Linked DNA regions of Danio rerio: region 2 is linked to region 1. A link is a contact called in public Micro-C data. All regions are on one chromosome and are shown on one strand. Each heading gives the region's core, a stretch centred on a gene start, on an enhancer-like site or on the middle of the called end of the contact. The rest is flanking DNA. Distances are from core to core; before and after follow the strand shown.

Region 1 (7,695 bases), core at 2,246-4,745:
ATTTTATGAGAATGTCACAAAACAGTTTACTTGGAAATGTTAAACAGAGTTCAGGTATGATTTAAGGTTGGTTATGGATGGGGCGTCTAATTTAAAATAATTTAACATGATAATGCATTAAAGGAGCGTCTTCAGTTTTTCACACAGAACCGTCTAATATGGCATAACTATAAGGAGTATTGTTTGCGCTGTTTAAACGCAGCTATGTCAGGATTGGGATAGGTTATACATTTTCATCATTTAAATTATTATTATGATTGTTAATATTATTATTGTATGACATTTATTTGGGCTATTGCGCTTAAATAAGTCATCTGTGATTCTAAATTAATATTTCTATTTATCCTTTTATCACTCTGCCTGTCTTTCTCTTCTTTTTTCTAATTTTTGGGGTTCTGCCACGGTTAAAAGTTTGCAAAATGTCTTTAGTTTATCGCTTTTCCTCTAAAATAGAGACGAAGCAGAAGGAAAATAAATGAATTGATGAATGAATGAAATGATTGACGTTTTTATGCAGCTTGCTTTTACAAGCTGCAGAGCCAGCGCCCCACAGCAAACTGAAGAGAGGCTTGATGGCTGCCAATATATGATAGGAATTCTTCCAAAGTTTCAGATGATATCTGGGCTTGTGCATAATAATGTAAAATGAAAGTGAAAGTCATGACATTTGGCCAAGCATAAGAATAGCCTACAAGAGTGTTTCGATTATTATATTAATCATGACATATGTCATGCTTGGGCTTATATGAATAACACCTCGCTGTTTACCATTTCCGAAAGTGGAGCTGACGTCGGCGAGAAATTGCTTGTATAATTGTAAAAAGTGATGAATATTAATGGATTTCTTATATCTGTCATTTCTGATAATATAATTGATTGGTGTGAGCTTCCAACACAGCAAAAATGCATCCAGAATCCTAAACCAATAACTTTGTCAAGCAAAAATTATGATTTTATAGGCTACTGTTTTTTTTTTTTAAAAAACAAGAAAAAAGAAACTATTAGCTACCCTAGCAATTGTTTATTTAAATATGATCATCTCAAAATATAAAATAAAAACATAATGGTTTGACTTCGTGAAATCATAAAACAGACTTGCAGAAAAGAGTTAATAGAATAAATGAGCAAATACATTCTCTCCAGTAGATGGCGATTAAAGCTCAGTAATACCCCATAATGATGAACATTGAGCTGCATTGCAGGAACCCCTTAATCACGCATGTCAAACCACGCATTCTAAACATTAATCTTGAAACTAGCTTAAGTGACAACTATATTAAATTTAAACCAGTTTAAATAAGTTTATATGTTTAATAACTGCAAAAAAGATCAACATTGCTAATCATAAAATACAAACGGTCGCTGCAAAGTTATAAATAACGGTTTTCTCATTTAATACTGAAAACAAATTAAAGTCAGTTATAACTGCCTATTATCAAACCACAAGCGACTCATTTTATTACTTATCATTGTCTGCGACATTGCCACTTTTGCGTTAATACCTTTTTCTCGCCTATAGGCTACATAAACAATAATCTGGACAAACTAAGACATTTTGCAAACTTTTAACCGTGGCAGAACCCCAAAAATTAGAAAAAAGAAGAGAAAGACAGGCAGAGTGATAAAAGGATAAATAGAAATATTAATTTAGAATCACAGATGACTTATTTAAGCGCAATAGCCCAAATAAATGTCATACAATAATAATATTAACAATCATAATAATAATTTAAATGATGAAAATGTATAACCTATCCCAATCCTGACATAGCTGCGTTTAAACAGCGCAAACAATACTCCTTATAGTTATGCCATATTAGACGGTTCTGTGTGAAAAACTGAAGACGCTCCTTTAATGCATTATCATGTTAAATTATTTTAAATTAGACGCCCCATCCATAACCAACCTTAAATCATACCTGAACTCTGTTTAACATTTCCAAGTAAACTGTTTTGTGACATTCTCATAAAATCTCTCTGGTTTTGAAAATCTTTGATCGTAATTGTTCTTAGCCCTGTCAATGTTTATCTATTTTGTATTATTATTATTATATTTTCTCTCCTGTTTCTCATACGTTTATATTCTTTAGCTGTCAATATAATACTTAGCGTCTATGGAAGAAAGAGTCAATAAAGATAGACAATAAGTAACATCATATTCATCAAAAGACGGTTTATGTGCACATAACCGCACCGGTCCGAGCAGGTAACGAGCCAGCATGGGAGACAAGCTCCGATAAGATTGCAGAACAACGTCTGTCCCTGGATCAGGAGTGAGCTTTACGCGATCACCAGCTGGCTTCCGTTACATAAGGGCAAATATAGATGACTAAAACCTCATTTACTCATTTTACTCATACTTTTTATTATTTATAATGTCCAAGGCATTGGTATTAAAATTGAATGCTACTTTTTTTGCCTTTATTAGCCTTTTTCTCGCCTGTTTACTGGGTTAAAAATCTTACATTATTCCATCTCCACCTGCTGGTGAAAGCTAGAGCAGCTGCGATCTTCACTCTGCAATCTATTGCTTCTCCTGCAGTTCCCGGATGTAATGTTGAAATTTATCAGTCGAATTTGATCCACTGAATTTATGGAAGCGAATATAAGAACTGAAATAAAATGAACTGAAAATTACCTTTTGAATATTATACATCGTATTTTTAAAGGGTATTGAATATTTTTTAAGTGAAATCTGAAAATTGAATATGAATTATTGAATTTTTAAGTATGAAAACGTGTTTGAAATATTTTTCGTTGAAATATTCACAGCTTAAATAAACAGGTATGTTAAATTTCAGGACCTAAAAATACAAACCCTGGAATTCAAGTCATTAAAATGCAAGAACTTGTTAATACGGTGTATTATTTTTTTCAGTTTGTGATATTCAACAAGCTTTTTAATTCAAGACTTTAGGCATTGATTTTGTTCCATAGATAGCGGTGTTCGGTAAATGGTACTAACGTTACCTATCCATTCATGTTTTGCAGCGTCAATACCTGCAGATAGTACTTGATCTCCTTCTTGATGCTTGGCATCCACTTCTTTACTGCTGCCGCTGAATTTAACGTTGCCTGCGTGTCAAAAAGTCCATTAAAATTACATGACTGTTACTTAATGGCTGACAATCGGGTTGAAGTAATATGAAATATATGAAATAGATTTCTTACAAGCTTTGGTCTGGGCTCATGGACATCTTTGATTCGACCCTCTGAAAAAATAAACACACATTACCACACACTGACCACGTGCAAACGAGTGAGAGAAATGTGGCTTACACATTCAAGCGACTGCTTTTTTATTTTGCAGTATTTCATTTGTTATTTTACAGTAGTGTCAGTTCAACCGGTTATAAACGGGTTTCATACCGTCTCTCTCTTTCTGCAACCACAGTCGGTTCAGTTTTCCCAGCTGTTTTTCTTCGTTTCTCGCCATTCCTGCAGCATTTCCGTCAACAGGGCGTCACGTGACAGAGTGGATAGACAGACGGTCACGTGACAAGGTATGCTCGTCAATTCTTTATTCAACACCTTTTTTAAAGTAAAATATTGGTTTTACATCAGTTTTGCAGAAACTAGTAGTTCCTTTGATTTGATGGCATGTTTTCAGGCAAAAGTCCAATTACTCAAACGCATTTTATTTCCTCTTAAAGTTGCGTTGTGCATGATTTCAGCAAAACTACTTTAAAACAGACGTTTCCCAAAACTGAAGTTATTTCTCTATAAAATAGTGGGAAAGTGTCATTTGAACACATTTGGAGGAAAAGTCTTTAATTAAGCAAGTTCTTTACAGACCAAATAATCTTTAACCTATAGCACGTTTGTATGTTTACACGGGCTTACTTAAAATGTTGTGAGTTATCTAAACTTATAAATAGTATTAATATAGTAATAATATTATTAGTAATAATATTATTAGTAATAATATACTTTAGACATTGTTACGGACATTGTTTACAAGGTTTTCAAATGCTGTGTTAGAGTGACACCTGTTGACAAAACCATGAATTCATTAGAAAATTGTGTAAAATATTTCTGCTGAGCTTCAAACGCTTATTAAGATTAACTGTGGTTTTACTATATCAAAAGTCTTTTTGGGAACAAATATTTAATATGAACTACCATTCTAGTTTAGTTAGGTTTACAACACACCATGTTAGTTTAGCGAAATATTGTGTGGTTTCCGTTGTGTAACTACATGAAAAAATTCTGAGCAATTCCAGCGTTATGAATGTGATATTTGCAGTAAAAGCTCAAAACATAAATTCGCATAAACAGTAGGCTATATGTTAACATTATATTGAAACATCTGTTTATATTTGGTAAAACTACTAACCACAGTTATTATAAGATCAGAAAATCTTTAAACATTCAGTAAAATAAACATGTGTTATGGATGTGACAATAAAGTCTGCACGTTTACAGTCTACAACCTACTTTATAGAATTTCTGTGAATTAAACTGCACAACCCAAAAGAAATAATGCTAATCAAAAAGAATAAGAGTTGGCTCTCTGTAGAACAAACATGATTGATTTTATTTTATTTGACATGCTTTCATTTATGAGGTAAAAGCTTCGCTATGGATGTGACATCTCTCCGATATGAATGTGACAGATCTGAATTTGCCACTTGTGGGACTTCTGTAAATCAAATGTAATATTTTAACACACTGACAGATACATTTTTGAGTATTTTAAAGTACTGTGAAGTACTTGCATACACAAAAAAATGTTGAAACGGTTCGTCTATTTTGGTGAAAACTTAATTTATGAGTGAAAGTGCATTTTTCATGAGACAAATATATCTGGATAAAAGTAAAAAATTCTGTTAGCTTGTTTGATATCTACTGATTCAAAAACAGCTGAGCAAACGTTTTCATCAAACACGTTCAAGATTACAATTTAGTTTCTCCTGTAACATTCAGCGCCTTCATTTTACAAGGAACATCTTCTTCTTCAGCAGGGTGCTTATGTTCTCATGGGCCTCTGTGTCCCCTGCTTCAGCCACCTGAAGTGCGTTTTTCTTCACATTATTAGTAGCCTGAAGATTTGCCCGTTCTCCATTTGTCCAGTTGATCAGTCTCTGTACCGTTCCCAAATGCCCAGTCTTGCAAGCACAGTGAAGTGGTGTGTCTTTATTGTTATCCAGGGCGTTAATCTTTGCTTTATTCTCCAGTAAAATGCCAACCAGCGCCTCATGACCATGCTCTGCAGCTAAATGCAGAGCAGTCCTCCTCCACACGTTCTTATCATCCACATTCTTGCTCTTACTCGATGCGAGAAGAACACTGCCTGCTCTTTCCTTTCCGTTTCGAGCAGCGTAATGCAGTGGTGAGCAGCCGTCCATGTCTTTAGCTCCAACTTTAGCTTTACCAGCCAACAGTGCTGAAACTGCCTTAGTGTGTCCCTCCGCTGCAGCCAGATGCAATGGGGTTTTCTTCTCTCTTTCTGAGGCATTTGAATACGCTCCAGCAGCGAGAAGTGATTGTATGATGGCCACTTCTCCTTGTTCTGCCGCCCAGTGCAAGGCTGTTCTTCCCTGTTTGTCTTTGGCATGGACATCGGCTTTGGCCTCTAGCAGTTGGGCGACTGCTTCAGTGTGGCCATTTTGGCTGGCGAGGTGCAGTGGAGTGAATCCATCCTGGGTGACGGGATTGAGCTGAGCCCCCACACGCAGTAGCAGTGCCATCATGGCTGGCTGATTATGGGATGCACTGAGATGGAGAGGAGTCTGATCTTTAGGGCCACTGATGTTGGGGTCTATGCCCTTATGCAACAATATCTATGGTGGAATAGAAGGTTACAGATTTATTTATTATATTAATTAAATTTAACATGCACTTTGTGCTGACCTTAAACAGATAGTTCACCTAAAATTCTGAAAACTTGAAAATGCTGTCATCGTTTACTCGCTGTTTACTTCTTTTTAAAAACTTTTCAGAGTTTCTTTCTTTCCACATAGCTTATTTTTTTCTGGCCCACACCAGCAGCTCATCTCACAGTGAATTATGGTACTGTACATGGCTGGACCAAGTCTGGCGTCCATAGAGCAGCTAAACATTAACCATATCTGGGCTAAGTCTCAGCCAAGTTAATAATCCATAACTGGGCCTGAAATAGGCCAGATATGTTGGTGACCCATTGCACAGCGCTTTAGCTGCTATATTTTTTTCGTAGAATTTTTTACTTTACTCAAAAATAATTTATATGTATTTAAATGTGGGTCAAGATAGGCCAAACTTACGTGGCCCAGATATCAATTTTAAACATCTGGGGCAAATGCTACATTTTGCATCTGGCTCAAGTCTTGTGTGCTGCCTTAAAGACGGTGGCACCTCTGACAAAACCAGGCCATGTTTGGCCCACATGCTGTATGCCAGTGCCGGATGAATGCTTGGTGTGCCAGCTCTTTGCCAAATCTGGACCGGAATTCTTTGTTTCCCTGAGTTCTGTGAAATACAAAATAACATTTTAAAGAAGGCTGAAAAACTGTAACCATTGACTTCCATTGTAGGAAAATCAAATACCATGGAAATCAATGGTTACAGGTTTTCTTTTGTGTTCAAAAGAAGAAGAAAAAAACTTAGAATGGTTTAAAATATCATTATTTGAAGTAAATAGTGAGTAAAATGTAATTTCTAGGTGAATTATCCCTATAAGGCAGAAGTTGTCACAGAGTCTTAACATTATATTTTAAGGGCATTTATAAGTTTACTGTCATTTATGGACATTTGTTACAGGACTTTTATATTGTCTACTTTAGCGGTTCGTGCAAAACCATCAAAATATCAGTACTGTAGTTTAGATGTACACTGTAAAAAATTAGTCATGACAGCATAAGTTTTTGGTCATTGTAACTTATTAAACTAAGTGACTCATTCATTCATTCACTTTCTTTTCGGCTTAGTCCTTTTATTAATTCAGGGTCGCCACAGCGGAATGAACCACCAATTTATCCAGCATACGCAGTGGATGCCCTTTCAGCCGCAATCCCATTGCATTGCGCTTTAGCTGCACTACTGGGAAACACCCATGCACACTCAATCACGCACATACACTTCGGCCATTTTAGCTTACGTAATTCACCTGTACCCCATGTCTGTGGACTTGTGGGGTACCATGCAAACATGGGGAGAACATGCAAACTCCACACAGAAAAGCCAACTGACCCAGCCAGGACTTTAACAAGCTTTCTTCTTGCTGTGAGACAATCGTGCTACCTACTGTGCCACCGTGTTGCCAAAACAAGATGCTCCTTTTCAGGAATTAGTTCATTTGTCAATAATAGGCATGTTTTTATAAATTTTTTATGTTTTACATTCCTGTTTTGTTTCATAAACTATGGAAAATTATGCAATCTAATTATATGCATAAAATCAAATAGCTATAGTTTAAGCAACCAAATTATTATTTGTGAACCTGTACCACAAATCCAATCATAAGTGTCATTTTTTCACCTGAAAACTGGATAAATAAACTTTTCATTGATGTATACTTTGCTAGGATAGGACAATATTTGGCAGAGTCACAATTACTAAAATATCTGCAATCTGAGGGTTTAAAAAATAAGAAATACATCGAAATATTAAGAAATTGTCTTTAAAGTTGTCCAAATTAATGCTTAACAATGCACATTACTAATCAAGAAGCAAGTTTTGATATGTTTCCATAAAAAATTTCAAAATATCTTCATG
Region 2 (7,695 bases), core at 3,746-6,245, 200 kb before region 1:
CAAAAGTAAAAGTCTGTTTTTAGTCATGATTGCCCTTTTTGTATTCTTTGTGAGACTGCCTCTCATTGTTTTATGGATGTTGTTGTGTTTAGTCATAGTTTTCATAGTTAAGAGTATTTTTTATCAGTTTATTTGGTGTGTTTTTTTCTAAACAGTTGTTCATTTTAGGAAAAAGATATTCACAAAAAAAGAAAAAAAAAAAGAAAGAAAAGAAATTAGACCTAAAAAACTATAGAAGGTTCCTCAGATGTTTATGTTGTTTGTATTTTTATAAAAATGTTGAAAGCTGTTGAAAATAGATTTTAACTATCAGAGTAAAGTGAGTGATCTTGAAAATTATTTACCATATATTGTGCTATTAATATGTTTTTTTTTCTTTTGAAGAGAATAATTAAATTTTCAACAATTTGTTGTTTTATGATGGGATTATTTTGTGGATTTTTTGAAGTTTGGTATGTGATAAAGTTTTTGTAAAATCTCTCTCCTCTCTCTCTCTCTCTCTCTCTCTCTCTCTCTGTGTATTACTTTATATTATATTATATTATATTATATTATATTATATTATATTATATTATATTTTATTTTATTTTATTTTATTTTATTATAATATATATTTTTCATCAGAATAATGTAGCTACTAGTTAACAATGTTTACATATATTGTACTATATACTATACTACACCTGTCATTTCTGACTCACAGCTAACTTACCTTAACTGTCTCTATCAAGAATGAGCAGTCTGCATCATTCTCATGGTCACTAAAACCCATCTCACCCTCACTTTCATCTGCAGGAAGAACCAGTGCTGTCCTTTTCTTGTTTCACTTACAACAGAACATGGTGTTGCTCCTTAATACACTGTTCCCTGTATTGATATCTATTCAAAATTAGTATTGCCATTAAAACTAGATTTAATCCATAATGCAAATACGATTAACACATGACTAATCAACCTTATGTTACTAGCTGCCATATTGTTATTGCTACAACTTAAAAGTTCACAGCTCACCTTGCTGGCTAGCTAACCCATTGCAATATTGCATGTTCCACTATTGCACAGTGTTTCCCTTTGGCAACACACACATTTGATCAATACAAAAAACTAATTTAATAAAAACGTTTTTGAGTTTTGCATATGTTATCATAACTAACTGGAGGTGATGTTTCAGATTTTTTTATTTATTTATTTTTTTTGTGTGGATCTGACCTAATTTGATCCTATGTTTTTATTGAAGTTTACATTTGCATTCAGCAACTATTCACAATAAATGTCAGTCTGTCAGAAATCGCGTTAAAGAAAAACACTAGATGTCATGTGACTTAACCAAAGTGCATCATTGGGTCCTCCAAGGTCTTCTCTTTCCAAAAAAAAAAAAAAAAAAAAAAAAAGTTATCGTTTAGAAATGTTGAAAAAAAATCTTCTCATCGTTAAACAGAAATTGGGGAAAAATAAACAGGGGAGCTTATAATTCTGACTTTAACTGTATATGAAAATATATCTTTTAAAAGAAATTCTAAACTACTCTAAAAGGATGATTTAATTAAAATATGAAGATAGAATTAAACTCAATCAGTATTGTCTTTCTAAATTTAACAAATAACAATTACAATAACCACACCTAATGGACTGACAGAATATTTCCTGTTATTCCTAAATAGAGACAATTTTTTGATGTTTTCAATGTTTAATTTTCAAAAGAGTACAAACACAGGTCCATAAAGTCATTTCAGATTCCAAACACATGGAAAACACCCATGAATCACAAATGACTGAAAAGAGATGTTTTTTTTTTTTTTTTAACAGGGTGGCTCTAACCACCTCAAAGTGAACATTCCATCATCATTTACTCACTATCGTGCCGTCCAGTTTGGTCTTTTCAAAAACCATCCACGAAAAGCCAAAAAACAGTAATCCAAATGACCCCAGTCGATGAATGAAGAAGGCTAAATGATAAGGTTCTAAGGCTAATTTAGATAAACATTCACAAGCATTGGTAATTTAATTTAATGTGTGTGATACTTTATATCAGCATTTTTATTACAGAATCTGTAATGTTTGCATCTGGCCTATTTAGGAAGTTTCAACTATAGGGAATCTGTCTATTTGCTGCAAAAGAGGAAGTTTGCGTTCAGAGTAATATAGAAAGTTTTATAAATCATGAAAAAAATAATATATGGGAACATTTCCTTTATTGACTATCTTTTTTGACATAGGGCTAATTAAGACTGTGAATCTGCATTTGTTCTTATAGGCTTTGTATCTTAACGGTATACACAAATTCAAGATCTCAGAAGGAAAGGATAGGGAAAGAATGAAAGGTCTTTGAAAAAACATGCCTGATGCCTCTTTGAAAAAACATGATGCTTGTGAGTGGAAAAGATTTTGAAGTGTTGCTGAAATAACATATTCAACAATTTCCGTTCATTTCTAATCAAGTAGGCTGCATTAAAAAAATAATATTCTGGAATATTAAATCCTTCATTTTCCTTCGGCTTAGTCCCTTTATTCATCAGAGGTTGCCACAGCGCAATGAATCACCAACTTATCCAGCATATGTTTTACACAGCAAATGCCCTTCCAGCTGCAATCCAGTACTTGGAAACAGTACACACATATACTACGGCCTATTAATTTATTCAATTGATCTATACTTAATGTCTGTGTACTGTGGGAGAAACTGAAGCACTCGAAGGAAACCCACGCCAACACAGGGAGAACATGCAAACTGTTGTGGAATATAATTATTGTTTAAAATAACTTTTTAAGAAAAATAGTCTTTTACAAAAATAAATTGTAAAAATGTAATTCATACGTAACTAGAATCACACGGTCCTTCAGAAATCTGTAATTTTAACGATTTGCATCTCTTTTTTGTTCAATTATTACTGGTGCTTAATTAATCTTAATAGCATTAGTGCTTAACCTTAAAGATTAATTACATTATAAATTCATTTATTGTCACTTTCAATTTAATGTGTCCTTAATGAATGTTTAACCCTTGAACTGCCCGTTCAACCAAATGGTTGATCATATTCGGACTGTTTTAAATAATGACTGTTAAATTCATTTAAAGACTGACTGTTATAAATAATGGTTTACACACACAGCATTATTGGTTTACAACAAAATAAAAAAAACACAATCGTGTTGCACTATTACACTTGATTTTGGTTTTATCGTAAAAAAAGAGAACATGTAAATTAAGAATCTGAAATATTTGATGGCATACTACAAAAAATAAAAATGATGTAGTGTTCAAAACTTTTTTATTTGATTATTTAAAAAAAATAAATAAATAAATTGCTCTTACACTTCAGATTTTTTAAAAATATTGATTTCGGTACTTTTACCGGCTGATATTTTGGAAATTATGGGATCTGAAAATAAATCATTGAGTGTGTTCTTGGTGGAGCAGCTAAGGGCTAAAAAAAGAAAAAAGAAAATCCAAACTTTCTACGGGTAGTGTGGTGTACCATCTTGTCATATCATGTTGAAATTTACCCAAATGAAAATAGTTAATTTATCACTTTTTTGCTGTGTAAAGGAGATGTTTTTAAGAATGTGTGAAGTTTTGGTAATTGTTTGAAAAGCCAAACAAACTCAAAATTACTACAACACATGTCAAACGTGAGATTAAGCTTGCCAGCAAATAAATAATGATCATATCAAGTTGTGGTAACTTTAATGTGATTTAATAGTAAAATTGAGTTTTACTTGAATTCTTTCAGCTGATCTCTGGGTCTGGTCGGAGGACTTTTAGCTTAGCTTAGCATAGATCATTGAATCAGATTAGACCATTAGCACATTGTTCGTTTAAAAAAAAGACTTTCGATAATATTCCTGTTTAAGCTTGACTCTTGTGTAGTTACAGGGTAAGACTGACAGAAAATAAAAAGTTGCTATTTTCGAGGTCAATATGTCAAAAAACTATAGGCCTACTTCTGATGTAATAATCAAAGAACTTTCCTTCCATGTCTGCAGCAGGCGCAATGATATTAGCCTACGCAGCACCTAAAAATAACAGCGTGTTGCCATTTTATTTTTTAAAACCATTTAACATTTTACTGAGGTTTAATGAAAATAAAAGAATGTTTAAAAATATTTAAACTTATTCCAAATTAACTGATTATTCAGTCTATTTTATAAATTAATCTGTGGATAGCATAATACTTATTTAGTGTAATTTATAAATAAATGTGAAGGTCTGACCGGTAGATGGACTGCACAACTGACAGCCATTTTATGAACTTAAAAATGACATGACAAGCCGCCACTTTTTTTGTGAAAATTGCAATTAATAATAATAATAATAATAATAATAATAATAATAATAATAATAATAATAATAACTATAATAATAATAACTATAATAATAATAATAATAATAATAATAATAATTATTATTATTATTATTATTATTATTATTATTATTATTTATTTATTTTTTCATCGTTACTAAGAAGCAGTTAGATGGCATTCACTTTGCATCAGCCGGGAAAACTTGAGGTAAGCGTGTGTGAAAACATTGAGGCTATCGGTCTGAATAAGCCAAACATCTAAACTAGAGCATCCTCCAGCTCGATGCGTTGGATGGGGATGTTTTTTTCGGGGTTTCGGTCTGCTCCCTCCTCCGCTTTTTTCGACATGATAAATAGCGCAGTCTCTTCCGAAGGCAGTCAAAGTCACTCCGTCCGTCACCCGGAATGGACTCAAAGGATGCTCCAGAGAGTTTGGAGGCGGGCGGCGGCAGCGCGAGATGCCGCTGCAGCAGCACCCGGAGATCCGTCACGTTTCTCCTCATCCAGGGTCTGTTTACAGCCGCCTGCGCCGCATTCAGTTTCAACATCTTTTTCCACCAGAAGCCTGGACCCAGCAAAGCTCAGGTAAGGGCTCGTTTCCTTTATTAATAAAGTTCTTTATCATCAACGGTGATTTTAGTGTCGTTCGATATTTTAAACGATGTCCTTTAGAGGGCAGTGTTGACTATGGTAACGGTAGGTGGATGAAGTTTATAAGACCTGTCACTCACCCCAGGTGAACTTTACAGAAAGTATGTAGAGTTTTTGCATGGTTTAAACAGCAGGTGTTTGGTTGGTTCAGTTTGTATCTGAGGTGTTTATTGTGGTCGTGTTATGCTTCAGAGAACGCTGTATTTGAGCTTTGCCTTGGCATGTCCCTTTTGGGAAACCCCTGGTAACATTTGATGTGTCTTTCTGTGCCTTTGTTTTTAACCATTGTGCGTCAATTAAAAAAAAAAGTACACACATGACAAACGTGCATTATATTTAGTGCAGTGTCACTAAGTAACTAACAATGTAAATAAATACATTTACAATTACAGTTTTTGAAAAAGCATTTTAGTTTACACTTTTTAAAGCATTCATTTGCGTAGTATAATTGGAACATTTTAAAGTTTAAGTTTAAGATTTCCCTTCATTATAAGTGATGTTTTGTGGAATAAGTTTTAACCTGCAAATGTAAAAAATTTTTTTGCTTTCTTATTACCTTAAAAAGTCTTTAAAATTGTTACAAAATCCCATAAAGAGTCTTTTTGAGTGCAACATATCTATGTTTTTATCCCTATTTGTTTCCATAGAAAATTATTATGTTTATTAAGGTGGCATCTATTAAATGTAAAAAAAGAAAAGAACAAAAAAACATATTTATTAACACTTTAAATAACTGCTTTCTTATTATATGTAGTTTCAAATAAAATTATTACTCCAGTCATTATTGCCTTTATTACTTTTACCATTAATAATGGTAACATTAATACTAATACTAATAGTAAGAGTGATTGCTGAAGGATCATGTGACACTGATGACTGGATAAATGGAGCTGAAAATATAAAAAAAATCTTTAAAATCATTAGAGTAAACTATTAAATTAAATTATAAACTACTTTTGAACATAACATAATGTTATTTATAGTGCAATAACATTTCACTACTCAAAATTTGGTGCTGTACTTTTTGATTAAATAAATGCAGCCTTGGTGAGCAGGAGACGCTTATTTTTAAACTTTTAAAAACTTGACAGTGAGCCACTTCCTGAATACCCAAATAATTATTATACATACTTTATATTCGCTTAGTCTGTAGTCCAAAATTTAGTTGCATTCCATATTTTAGCTTAAATGCCACTGTTTCAATAATAAATAAAAAAAGAGATAAAAATAAATGGAAGGACACAAAATGTAAAATGTATCCCTAAAATGAATAAAGGGTGCAGAGTTAGTGTTAAGGTCATCTAACTTCCACTGTTTAAATACTGTAGGCCTGTGACCCACCTTAAAGAAAAAGGTTCCGGCATCAGTGGTTTTATAAAGATCATTTAAAATCCATGTAAAAGCTCTTTATTGCACAAAAAGATCTTCAAACTATAAAAAGCTTTAAGAAAAGGTTCCTCGGGAACTAAAAATGTTTTTTCAATGACATTTTTAAGAGTAAGAGACCCTTTTTGGAAGCTAAATAAAGCTGTAATATCAGATGATCTTACCCACAAAAAACATCTGAATGATCTGGCTAGTGGTTCAAGGGTGAACAGGTTGGTAAAGTTCCAGTTTCATGTTTCATTGCCCCCTTTTCTCAAGTGCCCACACACGAGATGTGCATTCTATCGCTGTGCCAGGTCCTGAGAAAGAGCATTTTCTTGGGCAAAGGTGTTCCACTTTCTCACTATAGAGGCCTCTACAACCCACATCTTCCACTACTGCCCTTTTGCTCCGGCCAATGGAAGTGTTTTTTTTGTGATTCTGTTGATTTGATGGCGATGGAATTTTCCATGTCTATCAGAATGAGTGTGTCTGGTATTTCTCATCACTTTCATCATTGCCATGTTATGTATCTTGATTCATTTTTGGACCAAATTGAACGCTACAGAGACAAAATGGTGACTCAACATAGAAATAAAATAGTTTATTGTAAAATTGTTTTATCTATGTCAAAGACGGAAAAAACAAAGCATGAAAACGTTTTTCTTTAAATTCATTTTTTAATAAAGATTTAATTCTAAAATGCTACAATTTTCAAAATTGCACAATGTTATATATTTATATATATTTTTTGCTACTTGAAAAAAGTTATGCAAAAGTTAAAGTCCCTTACACTCCTGTGAAATTTTAATTCTTTTCCAAATATTTCCCAAATTATGTTTGTCAGAAAGGGAATTTTTCACTGTATTTTTTATTATTTTTCTTTAGAAATGCTTCTACTTGGTATTATTTTTAAATAAATAAATAAATAAATAAATAAATAAATAAATGAATGAATAGACAAATACATAAACAAACAAACAAACAAATAATTTAATGAATGAATGAATAAATGAACATACAAACAAACAAACTAACAAACAAACAGAGTTAATAAATGAATAAACAAACAAACTAACTAACTAACTAACTAACAAGCAAACAAACAAACAAACAAACAAACACATAAATAAATAAATAAATAAATAAATAAATAAATAAATGAATTAATTAATTTTTTGTAAATAAATAAATAAATAAATAAATAAATAAATAAATAAATAAATGTCATTAGTTTTATTAATCCTTTCAATGCTTTATTAAACATTTTTACTGAAGTGTACCTGAACTGTAACAAAGCAAAAATAAAGAAAAAAACATCTTAATAATACAAGTCATGATTAATCATCATTGTTCAACACTTCTACATATAATGCTA

Evidence for each region. Hi-C and Micro-C count contacts between places; a contact is called where the count stands out from the background.
Region 2: a Micro-C map of caudal fin shows a contact between it and region 1, with 3 times the contacts expected there. The contact joins the enhancer-like site here to the promoter of si:dkey-86e18.1 in region 1. A contact is called at or near these places in 3 of 18 Hi-C or Micro-C datasets (caudal fin, hematopoietic stem cells and an unstated tissue).

The regions. Positions count from the first base shown.
Region 1 is chr20:16,788,886-16,796,580 of GRCz12tu, reverse strand. si:dkey-86e18.1 reads right to left here and starts at 3,495. Exons shown (of 5, transcript NM_001025491.1): 1 at 3,370-3,495; 2 at 3,172-3,212; 3 at 3,001-3,075. The coding sequence starts at 3,436. caiap (CARD- and ANK-containing Inflammasome Adaptor Protein) reads right to left here. Exons shown (of 2, transcript NM_001025492.1): 2 at 4,932-5,783. The coding sequence ends at 4,932.
Region 2 is chr20:16,991,016-16,998,710 of GRCz12tu, reverse strand. No RefSeq gene overlaps it. Among named protein-coding and RNA genes, the nearest start is that of si:ch211-195o19.4, 110 kb to the left of the region's middle. Within about 2 kb of position 4,995, at least 7 of the 62 cell types and tissues checked have an H3K27ac peak or open chromatin away from gene starts, as enhancers often do. A contact at or near this core is called in caudal fin, where this site is marked.